Linked DNA regions of Pan troglodytes: region 2 is linked to region 1. The links are chromatin contacts, called in public HiChIP or PLAC-seq maps. All regions are on one chromosome and are shown on one strand. Each heading gives the region's core, a stretch centred on a gene start, on an enhancer-like site or on the middle of the called end of the contact. The rest is flanking DNA. Distances are from core to core; before and after follow the strand shown. Region 1 holds the start of FAM76B (family with sequence similarity 76 member B). Region 2 holds the start of CCDC82 (coiled-coil domain containing 82).

Region 1 (2,699 bases), core at 58-2,557:
AGCTTCGACACAGGAACAGTGAATGAAAGCTTGGGGAGCGCGGGGCAATCTAGGCATTCCCGCCGTCCTCCAGAATTGCGTCAGAAGCCGGACTGACAGCGCCCTGAAACGTGAGGAAACTCAAAGAGGCGCTTAGGACCGACGTGGGGCCCACTCGCGCCAACTGCTTCTTACCGACAAGTGAGAACCAGAAGCCGCAGAGACAGACGCCGCCGCCATCTTTCAGCCTGCCCAGGGGGTCTCCGCACTTCGGGGGCGGTCTAGGTTCTCGTGCTCTTCTCCAAGACTCGGGAGCCGCCCACCAGGGGGGACCCTAGGCTGAACCCCAGATGGAAAAGGGCAAGGGTGCTGGTGCTGGGCTTGGAAACCCCTGCCACACACCCCCTCAGGGCCGCCTACGCTCACAGCTTACACAGAAAGGGCAACACGTCCTAACGGACGTCTTTCCTAGCCAATCAAAACAGCAGACGTCTTTCTGTAGTAGGAGAGAATCCGCCTCTTCCCTGGTGACGTCACAAGGTAGCGCGTAACGAGGCCTGCTGCGGCAGACAACGCCGGGGTTACAGGCCGGCTCTGCGGGGATTCTACGGAGGGGCAGGCCTCCTCCAGTAAGAAGCGTGGGCGAGTAGTGTTGTCGCCAGTGGCAACCGAAGGGAGTAATGGAGATAAAACAAAAGCGAAGGCGAAGTTAAAGCACTCCACGAGTTCCCTCGGATTAAACGCCGGAGAGAGCGTGAATTTGCCTCGGGGACGCCTCTCCAGGTGAAGTACTTACCTTTTGGCCAATAACAAATAGGATTAGGAGGGACTTAACGATTTAGTCCAATAGAAAGCAAGGGAAAAAAGTTGCGGCAGAGAACGAGCCTTTGGCGAACATTTGCCCAATTGGATTGGGGCGCTCTCAGCCAAACCTGGGACTGGCTGTTAGAAATAGCCGCGACCGCAGACCTTTGGGCGGGGCAGGTTCAAAGCGGATTTCGCGCGCTGAGAGCTCCGGGATGTCATTGGCCGGCGACATCCTTCCTTTGTGGGCGCTTCCTGCGTCGCGGAAGTTGGGAGTTGGGAGGAGCCATCGAATGACGCGGTAGCCTTCGCAGCCAATCAGGGATGGGAAAGGGAGGCCGAGAAGGAAGCGGATCCGCGGCCGCGCAGCTAAACAGCAACCCCCTACCCGTTTCGTCTCCCTCCGCCGCTATCGGGGCCTAAGCGGGAGCGGCTGGCACGGCGTCACTGGGTGGGCTGGGGCGGAAGTGGAGGCGGAGGGAGACGGTGGCGTCGTCCGCGGGGCCCTGGGCTCTCGCGGCGAGGCCCTGGTGGGCGCGAGGCAGGGGGAGGGGGAGGAGGAGGAGCCCGCGGCCCGGGCGGCGGCGGCGGCTCTCGGGTTCTCCGTAGGGCCCCGCCTCGGAGCGGGCGGCGGCGGAGGAGGAGACTGAGGAGCAGGATGGCGGCCTCGGCCCTGTACGCCTGCACCAAGTGTACCCAGCGTTATCCCTTCGAGGAGCTCTCCCAGGGCCAGCAGCTCTGCAAGGTCCGTGGGCTCCGGGAGGCGGGCGGGATGGGTGTCCTCGGCCGTAGCCGGAGGGGGCCGGGTAGCCGCTGCACTGCAGCCCCTCTCTCTTCGCCGGCGCCTCAGGGGTTTGGGAGTCTGGAGCCCTCGCCTCCCCACTCGGGGACCCCTTTTTCTGGGGGCTTGAACATTAGCTGGGAACGGACCCTGAAAGGGAGGCAGAATCGTGCCCTTTTCCAGGCGGCCCAGGAGGGTGCCGGGCCCCGTCAGCGTCTGGGGGTCTCAGGGGTGGGGTTGAGTGAGGCAGCCACCTGTCTATGCCGCAGAGACCCAGGGGTGGAGATGTTTTCATCTCGGTTTTCTGCCTGGTCTGTCCTCTTCTTCCACCAGGAGGCAGGGGACGGTTTTTGCACTTTCTTGCTAGGAACCCGAAGCCGCAAAGCTGATGGCATCCTTCTTCCCTGTCCAGGAAAGCGAAGCGACTGGTTTGGGAACAGAATGCTCTGATTTGGAGCTCCTCCCATCCCATTAAAGCCTGGATGCTGTCTGTGAGCAACGGTGCAAAATAATAAGTAGTTTCACATTTAACCAATCCTTGAAATCGGCCCTGACAGCTTTCTTAATTTATCTGTAATATACCCCCACGTCTACTAAAGACAAAGACACCTGTGCCTTCCCTAAGGAATTATATTGTGATTGGCCACTTATATGATAAAGCATCCAGTTCTTTACGTTGGGGCCAGGTTTTATAAATGTTTTAGACATTTCACTAGGTTGGGTAAACAGTTTTCTACCAGAAAAGTGAGATTTGGGACTTTCAGAAAGATACTGACTAATGTATTGTCTTATTACAGGAATGTCGGATTGCACATCCTATTGTAAAATGTACTTACTGCAGATCAGAATTTCAACAAGAGAGGTTTGTATACTGAACAGTTTTTGACTGTTAAAGACAAGTGTTGTCTTTATGGAATACTTGGGGGTTGTAATCCCATGTTTTTATGAAAGTATTTTTTAAAAATGGTTTAGCCCCAGAAATTTTAAGTTGTAAACCTTTTGTACATGGTGGGAGAGAGAATGTTGCCAAAAAAACCAGTGGTGGTTAATTTACAGTTAGACTTTATATGAGGGAAAGTATAATACTACATGGAAAATGTACAGCCTTGCTAATGCAAATGTAAACAGTTATGTT
Region 2 (2,699 bases), core at 118-2,617, 600 kb before region 1:
AATTGATTTGTGCCCAGGGACAGTGCATTTACCTTTGATTACTGAAATCCTAGAAGGCAAGCACTTCCAAAAGAGTCCAGTTTCATCTGCATTGTAGATTTGTTCAGGCTGTAAATTCTCTCGTTCAATAAAATCTCGAAAGTTATTACAAAAATCTTCCACCGCAGTCTCATCTCCATTTAATCTTTCATTTCTAATGTTAATCTCTCTAATGCTGTGCCGCTGCTTAAAACGAGTTAGCCAACCGGCAGAGGGGTTAAAATCACCATCCATTCCCAAAGCATAAAAGAAGAACTCTGCCCTTTTTGCACAAATTGGTCCAGATATGGGATTCCCTTTTGCTCTTTGCTGGTTGAACCATTCCAGCATTGCCCTGTCCAATTCCTCATACATGGATGGCTTCATAGATTTCCTCTTGGCCAAAAGACTTGTGGAATCAGAACTGCTTGCATAAGTTATAATCTTTTCCTTATTTTTTCTTATATCCCGAACTGTTGTTTCACCAATTCCATAAATCACTGCCAGTTGTTTGGAAGAACCTCCGTCTTCAAGTTTCTTTATTATATCAAGCTTATCTTTAATAGTCAACACCACACGCTTCCGTTTCCCCGACATAGCGAGGTTCTGGGACTCACCCCACACTCACAATGTAGCAATCCACAAAATCCTTCCTTCTCTTACACAGGCTCACTTTAACAGTCTTAACACACTCAGTCTTTCATCCTTACCAGCAACCTGGTGGCCCTGATCCCCTCCCGGGCTGGGGTTGGCTGGCAAATAGACTGCAGAAGAAGGTGAAAGAGGAGGAAGTTTGAGAGAACAGGCCTTTCTTTAACTTATACGGGCAGTAGCGGAGGCCCCATGTCACCGCGGATAATCCGGATTAAAAGCATGTGTTTTATTACCCCAGCAGCCGTGAGAAAGACTATACCCCCATTGTGTCCACGAACCTCCTGCACGTCCAGATCCCGGGTAACCGCGCGTCACTAACCCCTGCCACACCCCAAAGTTACGGCAGAGAGCCGAAGAGCCTAGGAGTCAAGGACTGGCACCCTTCCTCAGGGGAACGGATATATTAGATTCCTTCCCCAGCAGCAGGGCCCTCCCGCCGCGCAGCCCCAGTTTCCCGCGCCAGCTTTAGCCGGGACAGTCCTCCCCGTCCCTCAAAACCCGCCAGGCCCCTCTCCCCACCTCTCTTGCAACCAGGACCCGCACAGCTCCCTGACTATCGCGCGGCAGTCGCTCCGCCCCTAGCCACGCTCCCGGAAGATGATCCCTCCCGCCGCCTGGCCCCACCCCTCGCCCCACCCAGAGGCGGGACTTCCCTTGGTCCCCGGAAGGGGGGAGGAGCATCGCTTGTCATGAGCTGGTTGCCGGGGCGGGGGCGGAGGCGGAGGCAGAGGCGGAGGCGCTTTGAAAGGTGAGAGCGCGAGGGTGGTGCGGGGCTGTCTCCCGGCTGGGACTCGCTCGCGCTCCCGGTGCTAATGGTTTATGGGAGGGGCGGGGGAAGCCGTGCCTCCTCGCGGACTCAGAGAAAAATTCCCGCGGGCGCTCTTTGGGTGGGCCGGAGAATGCGCCTCTAGCCCTCCTCCTCAGTTGAGCTGCAGTGGGCGCGGTGCCCGTTATTTCCGCCTTGGGGAGGTGCTTGGAACTGATGTAGGGAGCTCGGTTGGTGATTTCTCGGGTTTCTGGCCTTTCCAGACCCTTGTAATTGTTTTCTCGGTGCAGAGCTCTTTTGGGGTCTGGGGGTTTCTGTCGTCCTGCGCGCGTCATCGCGAAGCTTGGCCTGAGGGTCCGGTTTCCTAGCTACTGTGCCCCTCCCTCCTGGAGGCAGAGTGACGGACTAGTGGGCTAGCGGGCGCTGGGTTCCTGCGTCCCGCCAAAGAGGTTTGTAATCATGAAAGTCACCCTTCCGGGTGTTAATTCCTGAGAGGATCTATTCCTCTGTCTACCACTCATTCCTGCTGCATTAACCTTCATTGTTAACGGATTTTAATGAATAATATAGTTATCCCGGATACCATGCTGGCAGGATCCACTTTGCGAAATTGTGGACTGTTGGACTGTGATTCTAAGTGGGGGAAATAGGCTTTCCTCTCTTTATGTTTATTTTCTTATATCCTATTTCTGTCATGTTCTGTCTTGTTTTCCTGCCAATAGAAGAACTACGATAAATTTATTCATAGCAATGTGATAAGAACTTGATCTTAATCATACACTGTAGCCCTCAAATCGTGTATTATGCTGGCTTGTTTTTGGTGTCCCTAGTAATTTCATCAGATTGTGAGCTCCTTGGAAGCAGAGACCATGTTTATTTGAAATGGTGGCAGCACAGTTCCTAGCAGGTCCTTGCATTTTGGTAGATATTCAATAATTGTTTTTCGGCTTATTAATCTTTGCTCTCCAAACTGCCATATAAAAGAAAACATCGAAGAGGAGTGATGTTTTACACCCAAGAATGGATCCCTCCCGGTAGAATTTCAAATAATGACCTGGGGTTCCACTGCCTTTCAAATCTGTAAAGTGTTATCTACCACCTGCATTGTTTATACAGCAAGTAGGTGATTTCTAGAATGAATCTTTTCTTGAGTATGAATTAACCTGAAAGTTTAGAAGGAACTATATTTCTTCTGATGAGAAAGTCAAGTGGCATCATCAAAGTACTTTTAGCTATAGAGGTACTGTGTTAGAGAAAGAAC

What was found. HiChIP or PLAC-seq counts read pairs in DNA pulled down with a chosen protein or histone mark.
Region 2: an H3K4me3 HiChIP or PLAC-seq map of stem cell-derived excitatory neurons shows a contact between it and region 1, with 10 times the contacts expected there. The contact joins the promoter of CCDC82 here to the promoter of FAM76B in region 1. A contact is called at or near these places in 1 of 7 Hi-C or Micro-C datasets (stem cell-derived neural progenitor cells) and 1 of 1 datasets of contacts at active chromatin or transcription factors (stem cell-derived excitatory neurons).

The regions. Positions count from the first base shown.
Region 1 is chr9:97,893,180-97,895,878 of NHGRI_mPanTro3-v2.0_pri, reverse strand. It overlaps FAM76B (family with sequence similarity 76 member B), which reads left to right and starts at 1,307. Exons shown (of 9, transcript XM_001145967.7): 1 at 1,307-1,528; 2 at 2,362-2,426. The coding sequence starts at 1,442. CEP57 (centrosomal protein 57) reads right to left here and starts at 769. Exons shown (of 14, transcript XR_008538130.2): 1 at 175-769.
Region 2 is chr9:98,496,063-98,498,761 of NHGRI_mPanTro3-v2.0_pri, reverse strand. It overlaps CCDC82 (coiled-coil domain containing 82), which reads left to right and starts at 1,367. Exons shown (of 8, transcript NM_001280316.1): 1 at 1,367-1,420. JRKL (JRK like) reads right to left here and starts at 1,284. Exons shown (of 2, transcript XM_016921850.3): 1 at 1,192-1,284; 2 at 1-782. The coding sequence starts at 615.